Regions from separate parts of the Mus musculus genome. Here region 2 is linked to region 1. A link is a contact called in public HiChIP or PLAC-seq data. All regions are on one chromosome and are shown on one strand. The core of a region is the stretch at or near the end of the contact, and the rest is flanking DNA. Distances in the headings are between cores, read along the strand shown.

The links. HiChIP or PLAC-seq counts read pairs in DNA pulled down with a chosen protein or histone mark.
Region 2: a contact with region 1 is called in an H3K4me3 HiChIP or PLAC-seq map of embryonic limb bud, with 4 times the contacts expected there. The contact joins the promoter of Kctd15 here to the enhancer-like site in region 1. A contact is called at or near these places in 5 of 39 promoter capture datasets (cancer-associated fibroblasts, cranial neural crest, neural stem cells and 2 more), 9 of 484 Hi-C or Micro-C datasets (bone marrow-derived macrophages, cerebellum, cortical neurons and 4 more), 21 of 115 datasets of contacts at active chromatin or transcription factors (craniofacial prominence, differentiating embryonic stem cells, embryonic basal ganglia and 12 more) and 3 of 9 other capture datasets (adipose tissue, liver and pancreatic islet).

The regions. Positions count from the first base shown.
Region 1 is chr7:34,456,196-34,462,529 of GRCm38.p6, reverse strand. No RefSeq gene overlaps it. Among named protein-coding and RNA genes, the nearest start is that of Lsm14a, 70 kb to the right of the region's middle. Within about 2 kb of position 2,274, at least 6 of the 459 cell types and tissues checked have an H3K27ac peak or open chromatin away from gene starts, as enhancers often do. A contact at or near this core is called in differentiating embryonic stem cells and embryonic limb bud, where this site is marked.
Region 2 is chr7:34,650,408-34,656,741 of GRCm38.p6, reverse strand. Kctd15 (potassium channel tetramerisation domain containing 15) reads left to right here and starts at 2,344. Exons shown (of 7, transcript NM_001360820.1): 1 at 2,344-2,495; 2 at 4,060-4,158; 3 at 5,903-5,995. The coding sequence starts at 5,930.

The DNA.
Region 1 (6,334 bases), core at 1,025-3,524:
TAAAGTAAGGCAGAGGCAGAGATACCAACGTTTCCGTATATTTTATCAGCCAAACTGAGCTACAGCAAATCATCCTGTGTCAGAGATAAAAACAGAAAAAACAAAACAGTGAGCTGCTCGCTTTCTACAGATCTGGTTCTGTTACTTGAAGGACGTGATCTAAAACAACCTGGCAGGCTCAGCATTACCGGCGGCTCCAGTGTCAGCAAGGGGACTCACTGTGCCCATCTCTGACATGCCGCTAATGTTCAACTGCCACTCACCAGCAGGGGGCACTGCACCAGCGCCTTTCTATAGGCCTTTCTGGAGACTGTGAAACACTCTTTTCAGAGGGTTGTAGGGTGGAGGAAGCAGAGATAGCATCATCTCAGACAAATACATCCCCACACAACCAGAAGCACATCTCCACGTGGGCCTCCACGGTACTGTCCGCTGGAGGATTTCTGAGGCCTGGAGCAATGGAATTATACACGGCATCATGGCCACGAACAACAAATCTTTCTGTTATCCTTCTGAACGTTACAGAAGGATTGCGATGTTCAGACTCACTGGAGTTACTCCGTTATTACTACTAGTGGCTTTTTAAGATGGGCTTCCCAACAGTAGCCCAAGCTAGCCTTGAACTCTGTAGCCCAGGTTGGCTTGGAACCCATGAGCCTCCTGTCTCAGGTTCTGCTGTGTTAGGACTACAGGTGTACGTTACCACACCTAGTAAATGCAAACGTTATGTGAAACTCAATATGCCAGAGTCTCCTCAGGAAGAGTTTTCAGCTCATAGTTTACTGGGCCTGAACTATTTTCTGAGTAGGCTCAGCTATAAACCAGAAAAGTAAGCAGATGTGCAAGGGAAAAACTATGGTCTAGGGCCGGTGAAATGGTTTAGCTGTGTCTGGTGGTTGAATAAGAAATCCCCCCCAGGCTTATGTGTTTACGCCCTGGTGAGTGGTGCTCTTGGAGGTTATGGAAGCCCTAGAAGGTACAGCCTTTACTGGACGTAGTCTGTCACTGGGGCAGGCTTTGAGAGTTTCATCACAGACCCTCTGCCGCTCTTGTACTCTGCTTCCTGTATGCAGCGAAGATGTGATCTCCCAACTTCCTGTTCCTGCCACCGTGCCATGCCTCCCCTACTGTCACAGACGCTCCCTCTGAACCCTTAAACCATAAACTCCTCCTTAGGTTGCTTTGGTCATTGTATTTTATCACCACAATGGATAAGCAATTGATACAGCAGACAAAGGTGCTTGCCGCCATGCCAGTCTGCCTAAGTTCAATCCTTGCAGCCCACACTGTGGGAGGGGGAGAACTGAGTTCTGTACTAAGTTATCTTCACACATGCACACACACACACACACACACACATACACACACACACACACACACACACACACACATACACAGAATTAATACATATTTAAATAAACTAATTTTAGTTTTAAAAAGTATGTCTGTTATCAGTATTTAACATGAGCTTAAGCAAATTACCTTGAGTGAATATCACATTTATTAATAGTAAATTTAGGGAAAAATTAGTAAGTCCTGATACATAAGAATTATTATATATTTTACCAAAAGGACTTTAAAGCATAAAAATTATAAAAGGGAACAGAGTGTGGTGGTGCCCCAAGACAATCCCAGCATTTGGGGGCTAGAGAGCTGGCTCAGCAGGTAAAAAGAGGTACTTGCTATGTAAGCCTTACAACCGGAGTCCAGTCCCTGGGTTCTGTGATGGAGAGAGAGGATCAGCTCCTGCAAGTTGTTCTGACCTCCACGTGCCTACACATAGCACACACATAAATAAACAAGCCCAGCATTCGGGAGCTGAGGCAGGAGAATCAAAAAGAGGGAGAAGAAAAAGTAGTTGTCTTAGTCACTGTTCTATTGGCCAGGACAACTCTTACAAGAGCAAGCATATGAATGAGGCTGGTTTACAGCTTCAGATTATCATCATGGCAGGAAGTGTGGCAGCAGGCATGGCAGGCATGGTGTTAGAGGAGTAGTTGAGAGCTACATCCTGCTCCACAGGCAGAGAAAGAGAGAGAGAGAGAGAGAGAGAGACAGAGACAGAGACAGAGACAGAGACAGAGACAGAGAGAGCTGGGCCTAGCATGGGCTTTTGAAACCTCAAAGGCCAACCCCAGGGGGCACACTACCTCTTACAAGGCCACACCTACTCTAACAAGGCCACACCTCCTAATCCTGTAATCCTTTCAAAGAGTTCAGCTCTCTGGTGACTAAAGCATTCAAACACAGGAGCCTATAGGGGCCATTACTGCCACAGTGGGAAGCCTTGAAGGGAAGAAACCATGAAGGGAAGAGGGGAGGTCAGAAGCTGAGCTAAGACAAGAGGTTGTGCAAAAGGAGACCTTTATACAGTCCTGTAGCCATGGGTGATTTGAGATGACCCAGCAGGTCCCTTCACAAAAGTAAAGTCCTAAACTGGAAATCAGAGGTTCTGACACTCCCTCTGTAGACATCTGTTGAACATCTGTTGAACATCTGTTGAACATCTGTTGAACATCTGTTGAACAGAACAGACTTACAGAGTTAGAACAGGCTTTGCTAAGGTATCCATCAAAACCCTGTTAACACGTTTTCCATGTGTTTCGATTATAGCTTATAACATCAAAATGACGTGCACACATTGTAAGACAAATGCTAATACAAGGACACAAGATGGCTCAGTGGTTCAGAGCACTTGCTGCTCCTCCACAGGACCTGGGTTCAAATCCCAGCACCCACGTGGCAGCTCACAGCAGTCTGTAACTCCAGTCCAGTGCAGTCTGTCGACCTCTTTGGGTTTCTGCGGGAACTTGACACACATGTACAGATATGCATGCAGTCGAACACCCACATGCATAAAATAAGTGTTTCTAGCAAGGAACATAAGTAGTCCCACCTGGATATTTCTATTCTCAGCCTTTCCAGATAACAACAATACGGCAGACGTGGAAGCGGGTCAGGAGCCTGAGTGGGCGGTGAGGGTGGGACGATGGGAAGTCAGTGTTCAGCCTCCAAAGGCTGAGAGTGGGAGTAATATCATCTCGCTAAACCACAGAACCGTCAAGAACTCAAGGCAACTGCTCCTCAACATCCCAGTCAGGAGATGATGGGTGTTGGGGGGGGGGGGGGTCAGGGGCGGGGCGGTCAGGGGCGGGGCAGTCAGGGGCAGGGCAGTCGGGGCGGGGCGGTCAGGGGCGGGGTGGCCACAAAAGATCTGCCAGTGTAGAGCTGATACAACACAGAGGAACTCAGTGAGGAACATAGATGGCCCACAAAGCCCTTGGGGAAAATCAACTTGCAGAAATGCTACCGGTGTAGACAGACAAGAGGGCATGATGAGAGAAAGCTTGTCAGCCCCCCAGCCCCAGCCCCACCTTCTGCTGGTAGGAGGCAGCCTGGTGAATGGACATGGCTGCCAACACATGTGGCCTTTTTTGACGAAGGATGAGGAACTTGAAATGCAGCCAAAATACAACACAATTCCAGATGCTCCTCAACATACAATAGGGTCCCATCTTGACAGAGCTGCTTTGTCATAGCTGTGGCCAAACACCTGGCAGAAACAGCTTAATGGGTTTAGCCAGACAGGGGGGCGCACATCTGTAATCCTACAGGCTTACATGGTGGTCATGAAAAGACCTCTGGGCAAATGACAAGTGGCTCTCTTATATCGCATGGTAAGAAAAGACTTCAGGGTCAGAAGAAATCTTGGTGTGGACACAATATCATCAGGGAAATTCCAGATGAGAGAGGAAGAAGTGAGTAGCTGGGTTGAGATGGCCAAGGAGACTGGAAGGGGCAGGCAGACACTTGGGGTAACAGGGCCAGTATAGGTGAGCAGGCTAGATAGGTTCCATAAGATCTTCCTCAACCCCTCCCAAGGAAATATACATCAAATACTGTTGCCATTTAAATATTCTTGCTTCTGATGCCTGAACAGTGACAGCTTTAAGAAAGTCTCTACCTATCTCATTTCAGGAAAGAGACACCAGACCCTCCCCTAGCCCCTGCCCCACCACTGCAATAGCCACAATCACCCCACAGACAAGGAACTATAAGAACAAAGAGAGTTTGGTATGGTTGACAACACTCTAAGGTCCCTGCAAAGATGGAGGTTCCAGCATCAGTTAATGACTAAGGGCTAGCAGATGGTCCAGGTCCACAGCTGTCTTGATTAGAGTTTTATTGCTGTAAAGAGACATCATGACCAAGGCAATGCTTATAAAGGAAAATGTTAAATTGGGACCGGCTTACCGTTTCAGAGGTACAGTCCATTATCATCATGACAGGAAGCATGGCAGTGTATGGGCAGACATGGTGCTGGAGATGCTGAAGGTTCTACATCGTGATCCATAGGCAGCAGAAGGAGACTGTATGCCACAGGCAAACAGAAGGAGGCTCTGATTCCATACTAGGTGGAGCTTAGACATAGGAGACCTCAAAGCCCACCCTCACAGTGACACACTTCCTCCAACAAGGCCATACCTACTTTAAATAGCCCACACCTCCTAATAGTGCCATGCCCAGTGGGCTGAGCATTCAAACTCATAATTGGGGGGGGGGGCAAAGAGGGGGCGTGCCTATTCAAACCACCACAGCTACAGAGAAAGAGTCAGAACAGTACATGGCTGAAACATCTCTCCAGCCACTATTTTTATTGTTTTTAATTACTTGTGTGTATAGGTGACTCTAGAGGGGGTGTGGAGATTTGAATTAGAATGGCCTCCATAGACTCATATACATCAAGGAGTGGCACACTTTGAGAAGAATCGAGTGTGTGGCCTTGTTGGAAGAGGTGTTTGCAAAGCCCAAGCCAGGCCCAGTGTTGCTCGCTCTTCTGGCTGCCTGTGAACCCTGTGGATCCAGAGTTAGAACTCCAGCAGCATGTTTGCCTGTGTGCTGCCGTGCTCCCTGCCTTAATGATAATGAACCTCTGAAACTGTAAGCAAGCTCAATTAAATGTATTCTTTCTTTCTTTTTTTTCTCCCTTTTTTCCTTTCTTTTTCGAGACAGTAACCCTTTCTGTATAACCCTTGCTATACTGAAACTAGCTCTGTAGACCAGGCTGGCCTCAAACTCACAGAGATCCACCTGCCTCTGCCACACAGAGAGAGAGACAGAGAGAGAGACAGAGACAGACACAGAGACAGAGACAGAGACAGAGAGACAGAGACAGAGAGACAGACAGACAGAGACAGACAGAGACAGAGACAGAGACAGAGACAGAGACAGAGACAGAGACAGAGACAGAGACAGAGACTGACTGACTGACTGACTGACTGACTGACTGACTATGTGAAGTCAGGCCGACCTAGGCTAGGGTCCAAGAAAAAGACAAGAGCAACTTTAGTTCTGTGTCCTTGTCCAGAGTGGACGTGACAAGGCCCGTCTTAAGCTAGAGACAGTGTCTCAAAGAATCAAGGCTGTTGTTCCTAGGGACACAACTCTTCCCCCTGGGCTGTGGTTATCAGTCCTTAGGCAGGTGAGTCTGAGGGATCTTGAGTTTTCTTTGCCAATATTGTCTGACTTAGCTCTCTACAGACCTTGGCTATTTTCACCACTGAAAATTGAAGTGGAAAATTCTGGTTTCTTTGGAGATTCAGTTGTGTCATGTGATATTTCTCTGGAGTCTGTCTTATGAGAGGATGATTTTCTTAGGCAGTCATGTGTTTTTCTGGAAGCTGTCTGGAAAAAGGGCATGGGGTATGTTGCTAGAGCAGACACTGGAGAGGACATGTAACGTTTAGAAAGGATGTATGTATAACCCACAGACAGTGGACAGCACTGGCATTGGTTCAGCTTGCCACTCTTTGCTGGGTTTTGTTGGGCTTTGCTGACGTTGGTCTTTGATCACGACACTGTGACATTGGTTCACCTTGCCTTTATCGCCAATCATTATTTGTTGTGACTTTGTAGAGAAAAACTCACCAAAGAACTTCTCTTGATATTCTGGCAGCTTCTTACTGCTTCTGCAGACTCAGCCCAGTTGGCAGAGCCTCCAATTTTCTTCTGGATCAAACTGATGTTGCTGATTCGAGAACTGAGCTACCACTGCTGATTCCTGACAATGAAGATTGGAATCGCCTCAAAGAACTCTTTCTAAACAGGACCGCATCTCCCTTTGCCCTATTAACCTTTTCCTTCCACTACCTCTGGCGGGTGGTGGGCTAGAAGAGAGGTTAAAGCATTGAAGAACCCTTTTTAAAGTAGGTTTGTACAAATCTAAGCGTGCAGAAAACAGTATATGTGGTGGTGTACTTCTTAGGTTCGGGTAAGGCCTCTGGGTCCCAGCTTTTATCTTCTATCTTTGTCTTTCTCATCCCTGGCCTCACCT
Region 2 (6,334 bases), core at 1,095-3,594, 190 kb before region 1:
TTGCCATGTGGCTTCCTAAAACAGTTGAGTTTATTCCAATCTTTTAAGTATGAATTTATATGTATGTATTCACCCGTATTGAACACAAAACAAAGACTCACCCACAGCCATGCAGGTGACAAGAAGAGAGGGGGTACTGAGGCCCGTCGGGCGGTGACAAGCAGTTTTCAGAGCGTCACTCCTCAAGTGAGCCTAGCATACTCTCCTGGCTCTCCCTGTTTCAAAGCCTAGGAAAGGTTTTCTCTCTGAAGCTGAGGGCATTCACATAGCAGCTTGCTCTACTGAGGTCACCATTCTTGCAAAGTGCTTTTCACCTCATTCTAAGGGTCAGCTTTTTCAACACTGGGGGGGTTTACTGTTTCTAAGTTCTACTACCTTGAGCTGTCCAAAGCCTGGGGAAGCCAGCAAAGAACTGAGCAGACCATCCAGCCGAACAGGACCTCCCTCACCTGCATGCTCACCAGAAGAGTAGCACTGTTTAAGCAAAGCTGGGAGCTAGTCCAGGGTGGTTTCAGAGCCTGGGAAGCAAACGTGGGCGACCATGGGCCCCCACAGCACAGATCCCTGACCTACTTCGCGGGCCCCTTTCTGTTCTAGGAGCAGCTTAAAATCCATAAATTAAGGAAATTAACTGATGGGGCCTGCGGCATCTTTGTAAGCTATTTAAATCTATAAATTTACAACATCTTCTGCATATATCAAGTAATTGAACTAACTGCGGGGATGTAACTTTAATGAGAAAATTTCCCCCTTCTCCAGTAGTTTGAGATAATAAATAAATAAATAAATAACTCCCTCAGGAGGAAAGTTTCTTATTCCCGCGTGAAGTTACAGACGCGCGGACGGATGCTCTCTCCGCACTAGAGGTCCCCTGAATAAGGGGAGACTGGGTCCTCTCCCCAAGCCCCCACCCCCATTATCTTTCTCCAGTGTTCCCGTCTGGCCTCGAGAGCACCCCCAGGAGTTTGGCCAGTAGAGGGCGCCCAGGCCCGGCCGGAGTCTGTAAAGGGGGGCCCGCGCCGCTGCTCCCGGCCGAAGCGCACCCGCCTTCCTAGCCGAAAGCCTGCCTTTGGCCCGGGAGTCCCGGGAACCAGGCGGGGGCGCAGTCTGGGCAAAGCGCACCGGCCGCGATCCGTTTCCTAGGAGCCGAGAAATGGTCGAGGAGGAGGGACGGGCGGGGCGCAAGGGAAGGAGGAGGAGGAGGAAGGGGCAGCGGGGGAGCAGCTAGGGGCATTCTGGGTGCAGGCCTCCGCGCCGCAGGGACCTTTGGCCGCCGCCGTCTCCATCGCGCCGCGCTCGTCCAGGAAATGGCGCGAGTGGCCGCAGGCGACGGGCCGGGTGCCCCGCGCTCCCCTCCCCCGCGGTGGCCACCGCGTGTCCGCAGACGTCACGGCCGGCGCTGCTCCCCGGGAGAGGGGCAGCCGGGGCCGAGACCCGGGGAGAGAGGGAGGGAGAGAGGGAGGTAAGCCGCCTGGCAGCCCAGTTTCTCTCCCCTCCCCACACCAAGTCCCGCCCTCAGCCCCGGGGCGCCGCGGCGGCGGCTGCTTCTCTCCTCTTTGTAACCGAGGAGTCGAGAAATGTGAGAAACGTGCCCTGTGTTACTTATTTGGGAGTCGAAAATTTATGCCCAGCTGAAAGCGCCCGGGGAAATATTACATCAGATGAAATGACAATGATTAAAATCAGCCTCTCCCCCGCCCCCTCCTCGAGCCCGGAGGAGGCCCGGGCGCCGCGTGGCCGGACGGCGGGGGGCTGGGGCGCAGAGGGCGCGGGGCTCGGGCGCAGCGCTCCCGGAAGGGTACTGGTCCAGCCCCCTGGCACCCAGGCACGGGGCTCCGGGACCCACGGGTGGGGATCGCGAGGTGGGAAGGAAGTGGTGGCGGTGGGGAACGGTGCATTTTTTTTTTGTCGCGGAGCGCGGCAGGCGCGGGCGCGCGGAGCTAATTGCGACTCTAATCCTCTGCCCCGAGGCGCAGCCGAGCCCCGAGCCAGGAGTCGCCCGCGCGCGCCCGCTCGCGCTCGCCGCGCCGGGGTAATTTGGAACCGGATCGCTGCCCTTTGCAATCCGGGCTGGGCCGCGGCGAGGCGCACAGGCTACCGGCTGGTTTTGGGGGGCTATTTTCTCCCCTCCAGCCATCGGGGGAGGCCGCTGGAGAGAGAGGGAGGAGAAGAGGTGGGAGCGGCGGGAGGGCAGCCGGAGAGCTGCGCGAAAAGGAGGCGGCGGCGGCCGCGGCGAAGAGGGAGGAGGCGAGGGGAGGGCGGGGAGGGGAGGCCCCGGCGCGGCGCGCCGCGAGGGGCCGCGCGGAGCGGGGGCCGGGGCGGGAGGGGTGGGTGGGGGGAGGGTTGGGGGCGAGAGAGAAAGTAACTCCAGGACGAGACCGGAGCGACCCGCGCGCATCGAGCGCTAGGCGACGGGGCTGCGCCGGGCGCCCGACACCGGCGGCTGCGGGGGGCGGGGGCTGCGCCGGTGCCCGATCCACTGCTCCGGCTCCGAGGTAAGCCCAGCACGGGCGGCCACCGCTCAGTGCCGCACACCCCTGGTTCCCAAAGTGGCTGCAATTCCGAGAAAGTCACTCGGCCCCGGGCCGGGACCTAGGCTGGGGGCGGGGGGGCGGCTGCTTTGTCCCTCTGCTGAGCGCAGGGGCTGGCGGCGTGGGGGCGCCCAGCACAAAGGCCTGGCGCGCACGGGGCGGGGGGGTGCCCACGTGGGCTGGTCCTAGCCGCGGGTGGACCCTCCCCACTCGGCCGGGCTCTGATCATCCTGCTGTGCGGAATATGCGTCCAGGTCCTCCGCACTCTGGTTCCAGTATGGGCTCGAGTGCCCTGCAGAGCTGATGACTTTCCTGAGTCTGAAACCGGCTCCATGCAGCTGGGCTTTCGGGGCTCACAGGACCGGGTTGGCGCCCAATTTATAGAAAAGAAAAAAGTCTCTAACGGGACAGATGTGCGTTCTCTGACGCCCACCCTACGAGTCTCATGCTAGACGCACTGGTGGTGGTTCCAAGCTCAGGAAGGATGTGGGGCGGGGAACGCGCCGCCCCAAGACCGGACCGCGGTCTCTAGATTTCCACTGCCCACACGCACCCCCTCATCTGGATGCGAACACCCTCATTCTCCCACTCTCGCGTCACAGTAGCACCTCTCTACCCTCCCTCGAGAAGCCCCCGACTGTAGAAAGATAAACCTTCAAGTTTTCACTCCGTGTCTCAAATGTGCATGAAGGAATTTAACTGCGCGAGTGAATAACAGCATTAGTTTCAATTAATTTTTTTTAAATCCCGGCAACAATAAACTTTGAGAACAAAAGCGCTTTTACGTCCTTAATTAGGCGAGCTTCCCATCTGTGGTCTTGAAGTGTCTGCCTCTTGATTTAACTTTGTCTCCGCCCCCCACCGCACTCCCACCCCTTCTTCGCTGGGCCCTTCGGGTACCTTGGCCACCCCGCCCGCGGGGCCGGAGGTTCGGCCCAGCGGATCCTGTAGCCCCGAAGTTCACACCGGCCGGCTGGCTTTGCGGCCCCGCTGGCGCGCACCAGGTGGCCCGCTGCGTCCCTCCCGTTCCACCCCTGGACAGTCCTGCAGGCCCCTGGCACTGCTGCCTCGGGCAAGCGCCCTGGGCGTAAGAGCTGAAGGGAACTGGAGAGGCGCCTTCTGTTTACCTTTTATGGTTAAGATAACAGCTTAGCAAAAGAAGCGACTTCACGAAGAAGCGATTTAGTGAAATCGTCTCAAGCTGCCGCAGCTCAGCCAGTTTAATCACCCCCAGAGAGCTGAACAACTGCGAGCACAATGGGACACAAAATCATTTTGTGTGTAAATGAGCGTGGCATTCTGCTCACTTCCCTCTGCTCGGGCGGGCGGGGCTCGGCTGCGGGTGGGCGCGGGACCGGGGTCTCCCACCACAGCTTGGAGAAGCGGGTCAATGCTGGGCCAGTTTGCAAACCCGCTGAGGTCCCTGCAACAGGCGGCTTGGCCAAGCCTCAGCCGCGTCTGGGTCCTGGTGTTTGGTGCAGGGAACTTGTGTCTCTTATCAATTGCACGTCTATGTTTGTGATCTCAGCAGTGTTCTGGGAAGAAGGGTCGTGGTCCACCACAGATGCGTTTGGCAGAGGGAGCAGTGGAGATTCGGGTCAAGGCTTAAGGCCTGGGGCTTCCAATGGTGAGTTTCTGGTTTGTGTTGTGAGAAACAGGCTGAGGGCAGGCTGGGGCAGCTTGGTAGATGGGCGCTTGATGCTACTTGTCACATCTGAGTTGGGTCCTGGTAGTGGAAAAATGTGGTGCTTTGGTAGAATTTGGGTGGGAATTCTATCTCTGTTGACCTTCAGTGGGTGTTCCTTTATGGCATCCTCTCCCCCACCCCCACCCCCCCTCCCAGGACTGGATAACCCATCCCTTGGGTCCGCTTTGGTTTTTCAAAAACTTCCTTGAGGTAAATGACCTGGGATGTCCAAAGCAGGGGACTGAACAGCCACCCAACTCTTCCAGGAGGATAGAACACCCTCCCTCACCCCCAAACAGTCTCAGGTCAGAGAACTTCCCAGGGCAGCGGAGAGGTGAAGCAAATCATAGGAGGGGAGACACTTACCTTCCATTGAATCGGTTCAGTCTATGTACCTCAGACCATGTTTTATCATTGCATGCTGAATGTTAAGACAGAGATCTAGAAGTTTAACAGAAAAAGCACCATGTGGGTACCCAGGATAGCATGTAGTTTTGACACATAAGGGTTAAATCTGTGTCAGAGAAGTCCAGGTTATGTTTGTAGACTTCCCTCCTCCCCTTTCCATGTCTCTCTGTGTGTGTATGTCTGTGTGTATGTGTGTGTCTGTGTGTATGTGTGTGTCAGTGTGTGTGTCTGTGTGTCAGTGTGTGCATGTGCGTGTGTGTCTGTGTGTGTGTGTGTGTGTGTGTGTGTTCCTCTATTGCCCTTGGAGACAACCCGGAGCCAGTGAAAGGGGTAGCTAGAAACCCGCCCTTCCCCACCCCTTCTTCAGGGGCCCCCTGAAAAGCCCCCAGGGTAGCTTCTGGGGACTGAGGCACAATTTTATTTCAGGTGTCTGTGGCACATAGGAAAGTCCCTGAGTAGCTCTGGGGAGGAGGGGAGAAAGCCCATTTGCTGATTGCTGTCTGGCCAGCTCTCAATGCCTCAAGGGCCTGTGATCCTGAGGGGGTCTGGAATACATTAGGCCCAGGCAGCACCATTCTGGGGGTCTATTGGAGAAGCAGGGAGGTGCAGAGTAGGCAAACAAAGACAGGTCCTGTCTGCCTGCCGTGGAAGCTCTAGGTGACTGGTGGCTTCCCAGTGATGCTCCTGCATCTCTGTGCCCTGGCTTCTGTGGAAAGAGGTGTCCTATACAAACTGCGTCTTCTTCACTGGGTGGTGAGAGATCCTAGGCTCCCCAGCCAACTGAGGGGAGCGGCACCCCCACCCCCACCCCCCCACCCCCGCCCCAAGGTTCTCTCCACTGATGCAAGAGGAGACACGCTTGGTAACACGGCTCTAAGTCAAAATACCAAAGAAATCAGATTTGTTCTGAAACATTGCAGGGCAATAATGGCGAGCATATGTTTTAGGCTGTCATTAGCCAAATTAGCAGACATGGAACTGCCTAGAAAACGTGTGTGTGTGTGTGTGTGTGTGTGTGTGTGTGTGTGTGTGTGTGTGTGTGAGAGAGAGAGAGAGAGAGAGAGAGAGAGGCTATGCTGTGGTCTGGAGGTCTGCTTAGGGGTATGGAGGGGTGTGTGTGTGTGTGTGTGTAAGAGAGAGAGAGAGATGTTATACTGGGGCCTGGAGGTTTGGTGGGATCTGGGGAAGCTGCTTGGTATATATACATGGGGTCCCAGACAGCATCTTTGTAGAACTCATTGGTGGCGGCTGAGAAATAAGTCACTGCTTCCTACAGATACTCTGGGCAGGGATGGAAGCCTAGATGCCTCACCGCAAGGAGCGGCCGAGCGGGTCCTCGCTTAACGCACACGGCAGCAGCGGCACGGCGGTGAGCTTGCGTGGTGGGCTGGGTTGGCCCCTCGGCCCCTCTTTGCTCTTTTCTAGGGTACCTGCTCACTAGCTGCAGGTCTTCTGAGACTCAGTACATAAGAGATGGGTATTGACTGTCTGTATGATTATGTATTTTTTTTGAAACGAAAATGCTCTTAATTTGATGTGAAATTTACTACATGTATAAAGCTCAGCGCCTTAGGTGCTGAGGAAGTCACTAATTTAGAGGTGTCTCGTTACTGAGACAAACTTGCAAAAAACCCCTGAATCCCAATTCACAAATTGGTGATTCGTTTGTCAGGGGATATTTCACATCTAACACATAAGCCCGCGACCT